2 separate regions of the Rattus norvegicus genome follow, and region 2 is linked to region 1. A link is a contact called in public Hi-C data. All regions are on one chromosome and are shown on one strand. The core of a region is the stretch at or near the end of the contact, and the rest is flanking DNA. Distances in the headings are between cores, read along the strand shown. Region 1 holds the start of Pten (phosphatase and tensin homolog). Region 2 overlaps LOC102547905 (a long non-coding RNA gene).

Evidence for each region. Hi-C and Micro-C count contacts between places; a contact is called where the count stands out from the background.
Region 2: a Hi-C map of Schwann cells shows a contact between it and region 1, with 6 times the contacts expected there. The contact joins the enhancer-like site here to the promoter of Pten in region 1. A contact is called at or near these places in 6 of 12 Hi-C or Micro-C datasets (the A7r5 cell line, Schwann cells, frontal cortex and 2 more) and 1 of 1 datasets of contacts at active chromatin or transcription factors (oligodendrocytes).

The regions. Positions count from the first base shown.
Region 1 is chr1:240,039,713-240,046,912 of GRCr8, forward strand. Pten (phosphatase and tensin homolog) reads left to right here and starts at 3,995. Exons shown (of 9, transcript NM_031606.2): 1 at 3,995-4,933. The coding sequence starts at 4,855.
Region 2 is chr1:240,244,164-240,250,942 of GRCr8, forward strand. LOC102547905 (a long non-coding RNA gene) reads left to right here. Exons shown (of 5, transcript XR_005499647.2): 5 at 589-913. Among named protein-coding and RNA genes, the nearest start is that of Pten, 200 kb to the left of the region's middle. Within about 2 kb of position 2,513, at least 20 of the 93 cell types and tissues checked have an H3K27ac peak or open chromatin away from gene starts, as enhancers often do. A contact at or near this core is called in the A7r5 cell line and Schwann cells, where this site is marked.

The DNA of each region.
Region 1 (7,200 bases), core at 2,745-5,244:
TATCTAATCCATTATATCCTATTATCTAGACAAGCATTTTCTAGATAAAAATAGAGATGCTTGCTTAAGAATTAAAGCGCTAGACTGAGCTCTCTTGTTGAAGGGTCAGAGATGCGGGAAAGGAGAAAGGCGCTACAGCAGCAGAGTGCTCACATGCAAGATGCTTTTGCACAGAGCCTGTGACAGCACATCAACTATTTATACTATCCACATCCCGTTCTTGGTGTCCCACTTATCAAAGAAACCAAGAGAGAATTTTCTTCGGACATCTTTTGGGTGTAGTAACAATACAGTTCTGGAATCAGCTGTTAGAAACTATAATTAAAGCTGGTTTATCATACTCCCTAATTGTTCTATATAGTCAGTCTCCCTGGAGCTTTGCATAATTCTCCCTTTGTTATAAGCTTCTGTTTCTCCCTAGGGTGTTTTGAATCCAGACAGGTGAGGAAATGAAGAACTTGGAAACCAGTGTATTGCAATATCTCTCTCTCTCTCTCTCTCTCTCTCTCTCTCTCTCTCTCTCTGTGTGTGTGTGTGTGTGTGTGTGTGTATTTAAATATTTTCTGTTGTTCTCTGTCCTGTCCTATTCACATCCTTTGAGTGGAATAAAGAAGTGAAAAACACCAACATTTTTTTAAAAAGGTTGCACTGAAACATACTTAATGCTGTGAAAGGAAGTGGAGGGGCTGGAGAGATGGCTTAGCAGTTAAGAGCACAGGCTGCTCTTCTCAGGGTCCTGAGTTCAAATCCCAGCAATCACAATGTGGCTCACAACTATTTGTAATGAGATCTGATGCCCTCTTCTGGTGTCTCTGAAGACAGCTACAGTGTACTTATATATAATAAATAGATAAATCTTAAAAAACAAAACAAAACAAAGGAAGTCGGTATTTTTTTTTTTAGAAACTCCCAACAAGACCTGATGGTGTCAGCTGATGTCAGAGGGGCCACACACCTGCCCACTCTGTGTGTCTGCTCATTCACCATTGGAGAGTAGCTGAGCCGGAAGCACAGAGAAGCAGCTAGCTGGGTTTCAGTTTTCTTCCCTCACTTGGTGGTGCTTATGGGCTGGGGTCATGTTCCAGGACTTCAGTGCTACAATGTGCATCCCTGTGCTCTACAGTGATGCTCTGGAAACAGAAAGGGATTCTTTTTCCTCCAGCCAGGCATCAGGAAGGGTAGGGATGAATGTCTTTTTCTTTAGAGGATGATTTCCAAGCTTCTTAGACACTCAGAGGAAAGTCACACAAGATGCCTCCAGGGAAGAGGCAAAAGAAGCTTAGTGACAGGGACTCTGGGGACAGGAACATATGCGGGCCATTTCCCCTCTTCAACCTACTTCTCTTGATGGAAATTCATCCTTATTTCCCCCACCAAGCAGTAGTAGACACTCTACTGAGCACAATTTAGGTTTTTACTACGTATCTCAGCTAACACTTTGGCATTGGGGATTCTGTGTAAAACAGATCTCCATCTTAGATTAGGCTGTGTGAGTAAAATTTATTTACATCTTTAGAAACCAAATAGAGCCCTCTCATCTATTGCTTTGAGATGGCTCTCATTGGTCATCCCTGCAATCCCTCCCTCAACTGAACAGAACCTTGCCCTCAAACAGCCTGCAATAAACATCCAGGCTTTCTTAGTTGGGGCAGCTAATCCTGCAGAGAGCTCTTTAAAGGATGCATCTAAATGCAAGGTTTGCGTAGCTTCAGAGAGCTCTAATAGAACTGTAAATATCCCTGGTTTAATTAGCAGTCCTGCAGTTAGGTAATGGCCCACAGCTCTCTGAGCCTGGCCTCTTGAGGTTTCTAGGCTTCAGGGGCTGCCTGCAACTATGCCGTGGACATAACGAAATTTTCTTTCTCTTATACTTCATAAACCCTCAGCTGGCCTTTCCTAGACACCTACTCGCAATTATTGCAATACTCATGATAACTGATTATTATTCTCCAAATTTCTAAAATGACCCAGGGCTTCAGCTTGGGTCTCAGGTCAGAAATACTTTAGAACTCAAATTGCCACCCCGAGAACTAAGTCTCCTGGGAAAAGAACAATAAGGAAGAAATCCCTACCTACATCGGAGTTGATGTCATTTTTTCTCCAAGCTCAAGGTGATCGCTTGCTTTGTGGCTGGCTGGTGGGGGAGGAGGGGCTGTGCGCTAGTTATCAGCATTTCTGAACCAGCTCTCTCAACCGCGACAGGTCAGCCAATCCCGGCAGTAAGCTTTTACTTGACAGGTTCGTTCTGGGCTGACAGCCATTGACTAGGTGCTCAGATAAGTCACTTGGCTGAGTCTACGGTAGGTGGGGCGCGCTCACCAGTTCAGGGGCAGTGACTGGAAGTTTGTTGCAACATCGGTAAGCCCAAGCAGCCAGCAGCAACAGGAGATACCCTTTTGCCCCACGAGTACAGATCTAGAAAGGGTTCACCTCATTAAGCGGAGATGCGTCAAACCCCCTAGGGCCCTGCCTTTTCTCCCACGGTTGGGAACGCGCGGTGTGGGCAGATCCAGAGCAGAAGTCTCGTGTCCCGGCCTTCTGGCTAGCTCTATGGGTTACAAGCGAAAGGGAGGAACAGCTTGGGGACTCTCAGCGTCAGCGTTCACAAACCGGCGGCGGCCAGCAGAGAGGGGTGGCGGGGGCACGTGCTTGGATGTGGCTGCTTGTGTAACCAGCTCCCCAGGCGCTTGGCCCCGACAGCGCTCCTGCGGACCGCTCGTGGGTGCTATTCTCCGCTCTGACTCCGAAGAGAGGGGTTCAGCTGCCTACACGGGGCATGGGGTCCCGGAAGATCATCTAATAGAGAAGAGGGGACCAAGCTCCTGCCTCAGGAGCACACAGATAGGGGAATGGGAATTTGGAAAGTTCCCCAACTAGGACCACACGTGACCTCCTCCTGAAAGTAGTTCCGACTGCGGCTCATGTATCCTTCCACCTAGCCTTTGAGCCCTCCCAGGCCTGCTCGCCCCGCCCACTCGCTGGCTGCAGCTTCCGACCGTCCCATACTCCACACCCGGGCTCAGTAACCGGGTCCTCGAACGTGCACCGTCCGACAGGGTCAGAACTTGGCCACCGCGATCCAATTCTGCCGGGTTTTCTTAGCGGCCACGAAGGGGGAGGGGCGGCTTATCTCCTAGAAGATGGAGCCTGACTGTGATCCGGTGGACCTACCGCTGCGGGGAGCTGCGGGGCTCTTCGCCGGGAGGTGGAGGGGTGTGTGTGAGGTGCACTCTATTCACGGAGATCCACTTTGTCTACCCAGGGGTGTCCTTTGGGCCCTGGAAACTCAGGGGCAGATGTCAATGTACACGCCCCGTATGCACAATCATCATGCTTGGCTGGGAGCGTTCATCTTTCGGGCAAATGAACCCAGCTGCCTGGGAAGCAAGAGGCGGGGCAGGGAACCGGAGCCCGATGAGGTGACCCACGCGGGAGACACAATAGGGGGTTGTTCTTTGTGCAAAGACTGACACCTTGAGGACACCGTGGGGGTGAGGTGCGCTGTCTAGGTAAAGACTTGCCGCCGACAAATCCTAGGAAGCACTGCAATCTGACCACAGCGCAGGGCAGGGCGTGCAAGCCGCTCGAAAGAAACACAGGGACCTACGCAGGAAGGGTGAACCTGGCCCTGAGGTTCCTAGGGTGCTGACCAACGCGGTCAGCTAGTCCGATCCACCTGTGAGCGGTCAGCGATCCTGCTCCGCGCACCCTCGCTCGGCCACAACCTGCCCTACCCTTTGCCGGGTCTCTGCGCTGAGGCCGAAGCCGGCGTAGCTCCAGGAGCGAGCCGCGGCCACACTGGGCATGCTCCGCGGCGCTCCCCGCCCCTGTCCCACCGACGCCCCGCCCCTCCCCGCCCCGCCCCTCCCCCGGCTCGGCGCCCGCCTCTCGCCTCCCTCCGGCTTCGGAGGCGCCCGGCTCTCCCGGCTGGGTGGCGGAGGGGGCGGGCTGGCCGGCGCACGGTGATGTGGCGGGACTCTTTGTGCACTGCGGCAGGATATGCGCTTGGGCGTCGGGACGCGGCTGCGCTCAGCTCTCTCCTCTCGGAAGCTGCAGCCATGATGGAAGTTTGAGAGTTGAGCCGCTGTGAGGCCAGGCCCGGCGCAGGCGAGGGAGATGAGAGACGGCGGCGGCCGCGGCCCAGAGCCCCTCTCAGCGCCTGTGAGCAGCCGCGGGGGCAGCGCCCTCGGGGAGCCGGCCGGGCGGCGGCGGCGGCAGCGGCGGCGGGCCTCGCCTCCTCGTCGTCTGTTCTAACCGGGCAGCCTCTGAGCAGCTTCGGAAAGAGACGGTGGAAGCCGTGGGCTCGGGCGGGAGCCGGCGCAGGCTCGGCGGCTGCACCTCCCGCTCCTGGAGCGGGGGGGAGAAGCGGCGGCGGCGGCCGCGGCTCCGGGGAGGGGGTCGGAGTCGCCTGTCACCATTGCCAGGGCTGGGAACGCCGGAGAGTTGCTCTCTCCCCTTCTCCTGCCTCCAACACGGCGGCGGCGGCGGCGGCACGTCCAGGGACCCGGGCCGGTGTTAAGCCTCCCGTCCGCCGCCGCCGCACCCCCCCTGGCCCGGGCTCCGGAGGCCGCCGGAGGAGGCAGCCGCTGCGAGGATTATCCGTCTTCTCCCCATTCCGCTGCTTCGGCTGCCAGGCCTCTGGCTGCTGAGGAGAAGCAGGCCCAGTCGCTGCAACCATCCAGCAGCCGCCGCAGCAGCCATTACCCGGCTGCGGTCCAGGGCCAAGCGGCAGCAGAGCGAGGGGCATCAGCGACCGCCAAGTCCAGAGCCATTTCCATCCTGCAGAAGAAGCCTCGCCACCAGCAGCTTCTGCCATCTCTCTCCTCCTTTTTCTTCAGCCACAGGCTCCCAGACATGACAGCCATCATCAAAGAGATCGTTAGCAGAAACAAAAGGAGATATCAAGAGGATGGATTCGACTTAGACTTGACCTGTATCCATTTCTGCGGCTGTTCCTCTTTGCTTTTCTGTCACTCTGATAACGTGGGAGTAGACGGATGCGAAAATTTTCTGTAGTTGGGGTGACTATAACGTTTAATACTGGTCGCGTTTCTAGATCGTGTATTTTCTGTCTCTTCCAGTGTATTCAACCTAGGGAGTGTTCGGCTAGACGGAACTCATGCCTGCTTGCAAGTGTCAAGGCACGGATTGGTTTCTTGTCGAGCTCTGTGGTTTGTTCTTAAAATCTATTGTCCGTTAATGCAGAGTACTGTACACTGGATTAGTCGGCTCGTCAATCGAGCCTTCTAAATGAACTAAAAAAAATAGACGCTGTGGTGTCGTGCATATTTCGATTAGATCGTGACTTAGGCCCTAGATCTAGGGTATAGATCAGATTAAAATGAAAGTCCGTGCAGCACGTAGGCATATTGCCTCAGAATCTTGCAGTGATTTTTTTTTTTTTTTTAGTTTCCTGGGTTGCATTGGAAGATTTTTCTAAAATGTGACTTGTGGACTGATTTGCATAACTTTATAAGCATGGTCATCTTCAGCCTAGACCGTGCACATTTGAGGGTAGAAGTAGGTTTGTGTGTTTAAACTGAGGTAATTACAACTTTGGAGCTGCATTTAGAAGTTTTGTAGTTTGAAATCAATAGTATTATTGGAGCTTTTAATAGAACTTTTTTAAATTAGACTTTCCTGATGGGGCGTGGGATAGGATATGAAATTTGCATTTCAGTAGTATGTTCATTCACTTGGCCTTGCCATACATGATAGAATGGAGATGGAGTAGTTTTTGATCCCAGATGATGGTGTCTGTGGGAGTTTAGGGATGCTGTGTCTGTATGGCAAATGACTGCAGAGGTTAAACTCAGCTCTCACGTGAGATTTAAGGAGTAGCATGAATTTGCTGCTTTTTTTTTTTTTTTTTTTTTGGTTTCAGGTGCTCTGACCCGTTGACTTATCTGTGTGTTTTACCCTGTTTTGTGTAGAACATCAAATATAATTTAGCCAGCTAATAGCCAGACATACTGGCAAGAATGGATCACCATCTCCAGACTGTAGGTATGCTAGCTCTCTGCATACAGTAATTTACTGAGTCAGCTTGTTGAATAAGAGAAACCCAAGAATTTTAACGGCGTAGAGTCGTGATCGTCTAAAAGTTAGGTCTTTGTACTTCAAAAGTTCGTGGTTTAAAGCATTTACCGTTGCAGTTTCAGGTATGGCAGGGGTAGGAAAGAGAGGCCTCCTCTTTTGCAGAGTGGGAAGTATTGACAGAAATTGAGAGGTTTTGGGAGGCCAGTGTGTCAGGTGTGTGAAAACACAAGTTGCAGGTCTGAAGAAACAGCCTTTAAATGATTGGGCCTTTTGTTACAACCCAAAATTTTGTTATGTGACAAGCATTGAAGTGAACAGTAAGTATTTAGTTAAAATTATGTAATTGCGTAATCAGTAATAAGATATTCTTTGCAAAAGGTATTTCTTAGTTACTATTAGTAGATATTTTCATAAGATAGAAGGACAGCAGCAACTTGTCTATACATGTCCGGCTAATAGCATTATGGGACACTTTATTTATTGAAGAAAAATTTTCACTTGGAAGAGGTTTGATGGATTGCGTTAATGGTGTAAAAAGCATAGCTAATTTTGATGGAGTTTTTGTTCTGAAATGAAGATGAAGCTCACTGAAGAGCTGGCTTCACAGAGGCTAATTTTCTTTCAAGCTAAAAATACAGTTTGAGAGGAATCTTTAATTTTTGAGTTTGCATTAATTGAGAAAGCTTCACTCAGGGTGAACTTGACCCTTCTAAAAGATAATTGGAGAAAATTCCAAGTTGTCACTTGCTTCAAGGCAGTTTACTGTTGGTACAAATTAATGATAGTAATCTTCATCTAGAAGGAATAGTCAGGTACCTATTTAATTAAAAAAAAAACCCACATTCAAAGAAAGATCTAGAATGCCTGATAGACTTCTCGAAGCTTCCAAAGTACACTTCTGCTTTGCTTTGCCCTTCCCATAGGACTTCAAGATTATTTTGTAAATTTTTTTTTAGTATGAGAGTGACGTGATTGCAGTTCCTTATTTGATTTCATAGTGCATGGGCTTCTGCATGTGCAATTTATGTGGCTTAGAAATCCAGACCTGTACTTTTAGTTATGGTATGCATAGAAAGCAGTATCAAATATTGCATCAAATGACTAATAACACTTAATTTCTAGAGCTGTGGTTTGATTGAGCCCAATGTTGATGTGAAAACG
Region 2 (6,779 bases), core at 1,263-3,762, 200 kb after region 1:
GGGGAAAGTTAGTCAATACAATTCTTATGGTGTCATCTGAATGCCCAAGTGTCTTCCAATGACATGGAAATAAAGAAGAATGTAAAGAAAGTTACAGAGCCGGCAGGGTAAGGGCAGATTCAGTCAGTAGTATATTCGTTTAGAACAGGTGTGACAAGAGAGAATCTGGAGATGAGGCTGAAGTGAGATGTTGGGTCTCGAACTTCCAGTCAGCCTGTGGGTCTCTGAGTGAGTTTCACATATCATGTCTATCATGTCGGGCCACTGCTCTTCCAGGTGCTTGAACAAAGAGAGAGGCTTGGCAGTATAAGTGAGGGTGACATTAAACAAACACTGCACGCCGGAAACACATTTGATAGGTACTCCTCGGCGTGATGCAATCCAGGAATGTGCAGGTATTCTGGGTACACTTACAGAAGTCATGTTCGGGGAGATGTGGTGAGAGTGATGTCATAGGAAGAGCTGTTGGTGGGTCTCAAACACCCCCTCTCGAGGTGCTGGCAGAGCAAGGAAGCAATGAAGCGTCTTTCCACGGAGACAGCTGTGGGCTGAATGTTGAGCGCTCTCTGTCATGCTTCATCCTTCCAGCTACTGTGGGAGAAATGATACTCACGACTGTTCAGGAGCTGACGATGGACTGGTCTAGCAGATCTTGCTTTCTCCGTCACCAGAAGCAAGGATCCAGGGACCTCCCTGACTCTTTCCTCCCTGCTTAGGGAGGCATTTGCAAATGTCATCACAAAGTTTCTTGGGTCAGGGTCACTTCCTTGCTTTAGTTTGTCCAAGTGAGAGTTGTCAAAAATGGACTAGATCCTTCCAGAGTTGGCACCAGTACAGGGGAGGGGAGGAGGACAGAGCACAGAGAGCAATCTCGTTGAACACCACCCCTCCACAATAAACATTATATTCCTCACGGGAGGCGCATGTTTGCTTTATGAATATATTCTGTGCTATTCTTTTATTCCTCCCCCTTCCCCATATTTCTTCACTATTCATCCTTGCCTGCCCCTGTCCCACAATAAGTCCCTAGGTTCTAGTCACAGCACGGCTAAGGCAAGATGTTAAGAAACCTGTCAGGACAGCTGCTCTGGTCCTGTGCTTTACGAGCTGCTCAGAGTGTGCTTCAGCTGTAGGGAAGCTCAAAGGGAAGTCCAGGCTTTAGCTCTGATGAGCAAAGCTAACACAAAGGTTGCTCACTGCAAGCCAGAGCACAGCCTCCTAAAACCCATCCTTCTGACTCACAGGACAGAGACCTCCTCAAGCTCCTTGGTCAGAATCTGCCGAGGCTCCAGGTGTCAGAATCTGCCAAGGCTCCACCCACCGGCGGCTTTCTGTGAGCAGGTGTGCATGGAACTTTGGATCCCATGTTTTGAAATTTGTAATCTGAGGCCCTCAGAGGTCACAGGCACCATCTAAGGGGAGGGATTTGAGGCAAAAGGGGGATTATGTTTCTGACTTCTACCTCATGAGAGGAAAGAACCAACCCAGTTAACAGAGAGTCCTTAATGAGGGTTGAATGTGTGAGGGTCTGTCTTGGGGGGATGCAGTCCAGAGAACTCTCGTTCATCCCTTTCTCTCTGCACACACTGTTCTCTGAGCTCCATGGCTTCCTGTTTCCTTGTCAGACTTCATATAAGCATTTGCGGAGGGTAGAGCAGGTGTTAGGCTCCACAGCCAGGATGCAGAAGCAGGTGGAGGGCATCAGATGTGAATGACACTTGGGCCGGAGCTCAACAAGTTCCCCTTTTAGTGAGCAGTAAAGGACCAGACATGACTGTAATCTCTGTTTATGATTTGAGTACTCAGGAGAAATGACTCATTTCAGCAGACGAAAAAGAACTCTGGTGGGCAAGAATGTGCAAGGCCAACGAGAGCTTCAAATGCTTTGAAGAAAGAATATGACCTGAGAGTGTCCCCACAGGCTCTGTAGGTCTCTCATAAACCTAGCTGACACACCGAGTAGTTCTCCAACCCTTTGCTTCCGATCTCAGCCAATCGTCTCCTTTGTGATCACACAGTTGTAGGGTGTGCTAGGTGGGAACAATTCTTGCCTCTATTAAATGATGCTTAAATATAATATGTGTAATTCTTATAAGGCAGTCTTGGCCAAAATAGAAAATCCTGTTGCTGTGCCACTTCACCTCCCACTCTCCCACTCCTACGTTCACACCACACCATCCTACAAGGTTTTTTGCTTGTTTTCTTTTCCTTTCCTTTCTTTTCTTTTCTTTTCTTTTCTTTTCTTTTTTTTTTAAGTACTTAAAGCCATTGCTTCCCAGGAAAGTGTGTTCCTTGAAGAGTTGGCTGTGGTCTGGACAACTACCTCAGATTGCCTCAGTGGAAAGGAGGGTGACCAGGCCAGTTGTGCTGAGCATAGGTTTTGCAGATGGGGGACCTGGGGAGCTGAGGGGTAGTGGCAGCTCAGTCTTTCATCTGGGCTCCTCTATTGTGCTGGTTGCTATTGGTTCTCTTCCTTTCATTAAAGTACAGTGGTTGTTCGCTACAGAGGCTTTTGTTCAGAGGGAAACAATGCTTCTATGTTCCAACAGGAAAAGCGTCAGCAGTGGGAGGAGAGCAGGGGTGGGAATCTCCCTACAGAGCCCTCTGGTGGATTTTTTTCAGTATGCACAGCGTCTGCCTCATGAAAGAATGGCTTCCTCCAGCTCGTGAAGACCCCCGGATGTACTGATGACCGCCTGTTGTGGCTTTCAGGGCCCTGCAGGATCTGCTGGCCCTCCTGATGGCCTGCATCTCCAGCTCCACTCACTGGCTATTCTGTTCAGGGTGCCTTCTCCAGCAGTTTCTCTAGTTTGGTCTTGGTCCACCACTCCCACTTAGCTTCATCAAACACTGGCTACTAAGCAGTCCCTACCCCAAGCCGTTCTCACCAAGGGCCTTTTACTTCAGCCATCTGCCTCTTGGCAGGATCTGAAACAACTTTGCTCAGCAGCTGTTGGTCCAGGGCAGTAAGACCGTCCTGTCTGTTTCATGTCTGTGCCCCGACATGCAATTGAGTATCTGGCTTTTATTGGGCACGTGAAGAAACAAATAACAAAGACAGACAACATGGCAAGGGAGACACTTTGGGGTCTTCTGCCATGGTTTGTCAGAGGTTGCGTGGGATGCCTCCTATGCTGAGGAAGGGTGTGTCTGCAGAGTTGGTATCCTCACTAACGGTCGCCTGGGGTGTAGGAACAGTTGAACTGAGGAATTGTCTTTATCCCACTGGTCTGTGGACATGCCTGAGAAGTACCGTCTAGACTGCTAACTGATATAGGGCCACCATGGATGGTCCCATACCTAGGCAGTTGATTTGGGCTTATATAAGAAAGTAGGTTAAGCTTGAGCCAGAGAGTAGACCAATGAGCAGCCCCAACATCCCTCAGTGACTGACTGTGACCTGGAAACGTGAGCCAATGAAACGCGTTCCTCTTGGAGTTGCATTTGACCACACTGTTTTATTACAGTAACAAGGGAACCAGACCAGTTTGCCTCCCCTCTTCTCTGGGATTAGAGTTGGGTTCCCAGGAATTAGGGACTTCCCTTTATCTTTCTCATTCTCTTTCCTGCACTAGTTTTCCCAGGGCTCATCCTCACGCTCTTTAACAGTGATAACAGAGGCTACAACTATATAGAAACCCGACTGCCATCTTTGAAGACCTCCAATTTTCGGACACTTCCAAATATTCTACCTAAAGGCATTGGTCCATCAAGGGAAACCCATGCTTCATCAGCTGAAATGCTCCTGATCAACTTTCTTTACTGTGGGGACATTTGAGGTCCTTATCTCCATCCCAGTGTATCCAGCAACCTGTCTCTTACATTGATGAAGACAAATCATTGGCAGTCAGAGGCCAAGGTTCCATTTGTTCAGCATTTGCAGAGAGGAGCCCTCAGATTCCAGAGGCATCTGTCAGTTGCTACCAGACATAGGGTATGTCTGGTCCTGGATTTGGTCAACTCTGTGTGTGTGTGTGTGTGTGTGTGTGTGTGTGTGTGTGTGTGTGTCTGTGTCTGTGTACAAGCATGTGTGCATGCACATATGTGCGCATACATGCATACACAAATGTTTTCTTTCCTGTTGACAACTGGAGAGATTAATCTGAACCAGCAGGGTAATAAGTACATCAGCCGTTCTCCAAATTCTTTGACAGTTCTTCTCTGGTAACCATCCTGGTCTCTAGCTCTCGCTTTTTTCCCCTTTCTGGCTGCACTCCTGCTGTTGTTTTAGCCCATGTTAATGCAAGCCTGCAACCCAGTCTCTTCCCTGAGTTCCACCAACCCAAGTCCCTAAGAGCCACTTATTCCTGGAAGTCTGTAGGAAAGATTTCATGGCAGATTTGAAAGGCAGATGAAGAGGCTTTTATTTTGAGGGTCCACACCTTCATGGTGACATTCTGCCCCTCCCCCATGCTTGCCAATGAACCAGTGTGAAGCCCTCGCCCCTCTGGTTAGTTGTGGCTTTTCTTTGTCTTCTATTCTCCTTCTGTTAGTTGCCCCTGTACATCCCTTTCTGTTATTAGTTATCTGAAGCCATTCAACTCTTCCATGAGCCTCTCTCGGTCTCAATTAGCTAGGGGTCATTTGCATATCCAAAGTCATCCTGGCTCTCAAGTTTTCTAAGAGTCACTCTCCTTAGAAAGTAATTATGATTTACAGAGAATTCCTTTTTTTTTTTTTTTTCAAGGAAAGGCCAGTGGGATCCCAAGGTCCTCCAGCCACTCAGACAACTCTGAAATGCCTGAGCTGGGGGTAGCTTTTCAGAGGGCTAGGCAGAATCTCACTGCTGTCTTCTGAAATGATAAAAAAAAAAAAGGGTGGTGGTGGTGGTGCAGATGAGTCGTTAAAGTCCCCACATCAAAGTTGAAAGAGTAGCTTTACTCTATAGGATACTCAGAAGCCCCAAAGGTCTGTCTGCCCTTCTGCTGGGGATGTCTTTCCATCTTGGGTGAATTAGGGATTATCATGTGGTTCTCTCAACATGGAATTTACGAAGGAAAAAAAAAAGAAAGGAAGGAAAAGTACTCATCATTCCATCTTTTGTACTGGCAAAGGCAGAACTATATTGGTGACAGATTGATCATGGCTGGAGTTGATTCTGAAGTCCACTGTACAGGGGAAGGAGAATGGCAGCACAGAGAGCAGAGTCATGGGATATGTGTGGGGAAGGGTAACTGCAGGCTCAGGGTAGTGAGGTGTATATACCCCTTTCCACCTCTACCCAGTTAACTTGGGCGGCACAATGAGATCCCCTACAGGAGAAGGCTCACACAAAGGATGTCAGAATTGTTCTAGAAAACCCTCAGCACTTTGAATCAAGGGAAAAATGAGCCAATTGCTCCTCTTTTTCAGTTCTTGAACTTTAGAAATTTGACTGCGGTTCAGTGTTTGAGGGGGCGGAAGTTGACAGGCAGGATTCGGAAGGTGGTGATTGGGTTCTAAGATGTCTGGGGGTGGAGGAAGAGTAAGGGAAGGAAGGAGGCAGGCTCCTTCTGCAGAGGTGGACTAAGAAATGTAAATGGGTCAACTTGACTGGCTCTGGCCCTCCCAGATCCAGTGAAATTAGCTCCAAGTTAATGCTTCCTCTGGCAGAATAACTGCTCTGTACTCAGGGATGGGAAAAAAAAATGGCTACATAGAATTGTTTGTGTCGGAGAATCTTCTTTAACCAATTTAATTTATCTTGATGAGGAACTCTCAAGCAGCCATTATGTGCCTGTCACAAGGTCCGATGTATTGTGGGAAGCAGAAGAAAACCGTTTCAACACAGCTGCCCTCACACTCCGACAATCTCGTTAGGGAATTGAGACTCACATACATGGCCAGGCGAAAAGTGAGATAAAACGTCTTCAGTACCCCAAGTCATGGCACTGACAATTCACACTCTGGATAAAAGAGAAGAGGTCAGGAGGGGTTGTGAGGAAGTGGTTCCTGAAATGGGATGAAAGCTGCTTCGTTGGGGGTACTGTGGCTGCCTCCTTTTTGGTTTTCCTAGAGCCATCCAAGTTGATGCTACATTGACACTTCTCCAGAGACGGAAGGAAGGTTCAAGGCAAGAACAGAGGTCATCTAGAAGTTTGTAGCACTGTGACCAAGGCAGAGAGAGTACAGGGATGATGTGACAGGGGCTGGAAGGTTGGAGATGAAGAGTTTGGATTTTCTATGTCTGCAAAGAGAACCAAAGGAGAAGCAGGGGCAAGGGCTGGGGAAAGTTGTCAGAGTGGAGTTTTTTCTCTGGTGCAGCTTTGTTGAAGGTGATTACCATGGTTTAGATAATCATTGTTCTCCCTAAACTCAGGTGCTTAAGGGGTTGATCTACAGCTGATGCTACTAGAACATTTGGAAGGTAGGGCCTTTAAGTCTTGAGGAATATGCCCTGCAGGAGATCCTACCCTACCTTCTAGTCTTTGGTATCCATGATAAGGACAATTTATGCAATGCTGTGGGCTCCTACCACGATGAATTGCCCCCATTCCCACTAGAGGCCTAGAGGCAGTGAGTCTATTGAATCATGGCTGAAAGCTCCAAAGTTTTGAGCCAAGATAAGCCTTTGATCTGTATCAGTGATTGTGACACACATGTATCACAGTCGTGGGGACCTGAACGGCACAGCGGTATTTGGGTGTAACTATAGTGTGGTTTAGTAGCAGCTCAAAACATTGGGTTAGAGGTTAGATGGTCATGGTGGGGTAAATGTGGGGCCCTGGAATCAGATAAAATGGTTTTGGGTCTCATGCGGACCAGTTGGATGGCCCCAGGCATGTGGTTGGAGCAGGGTA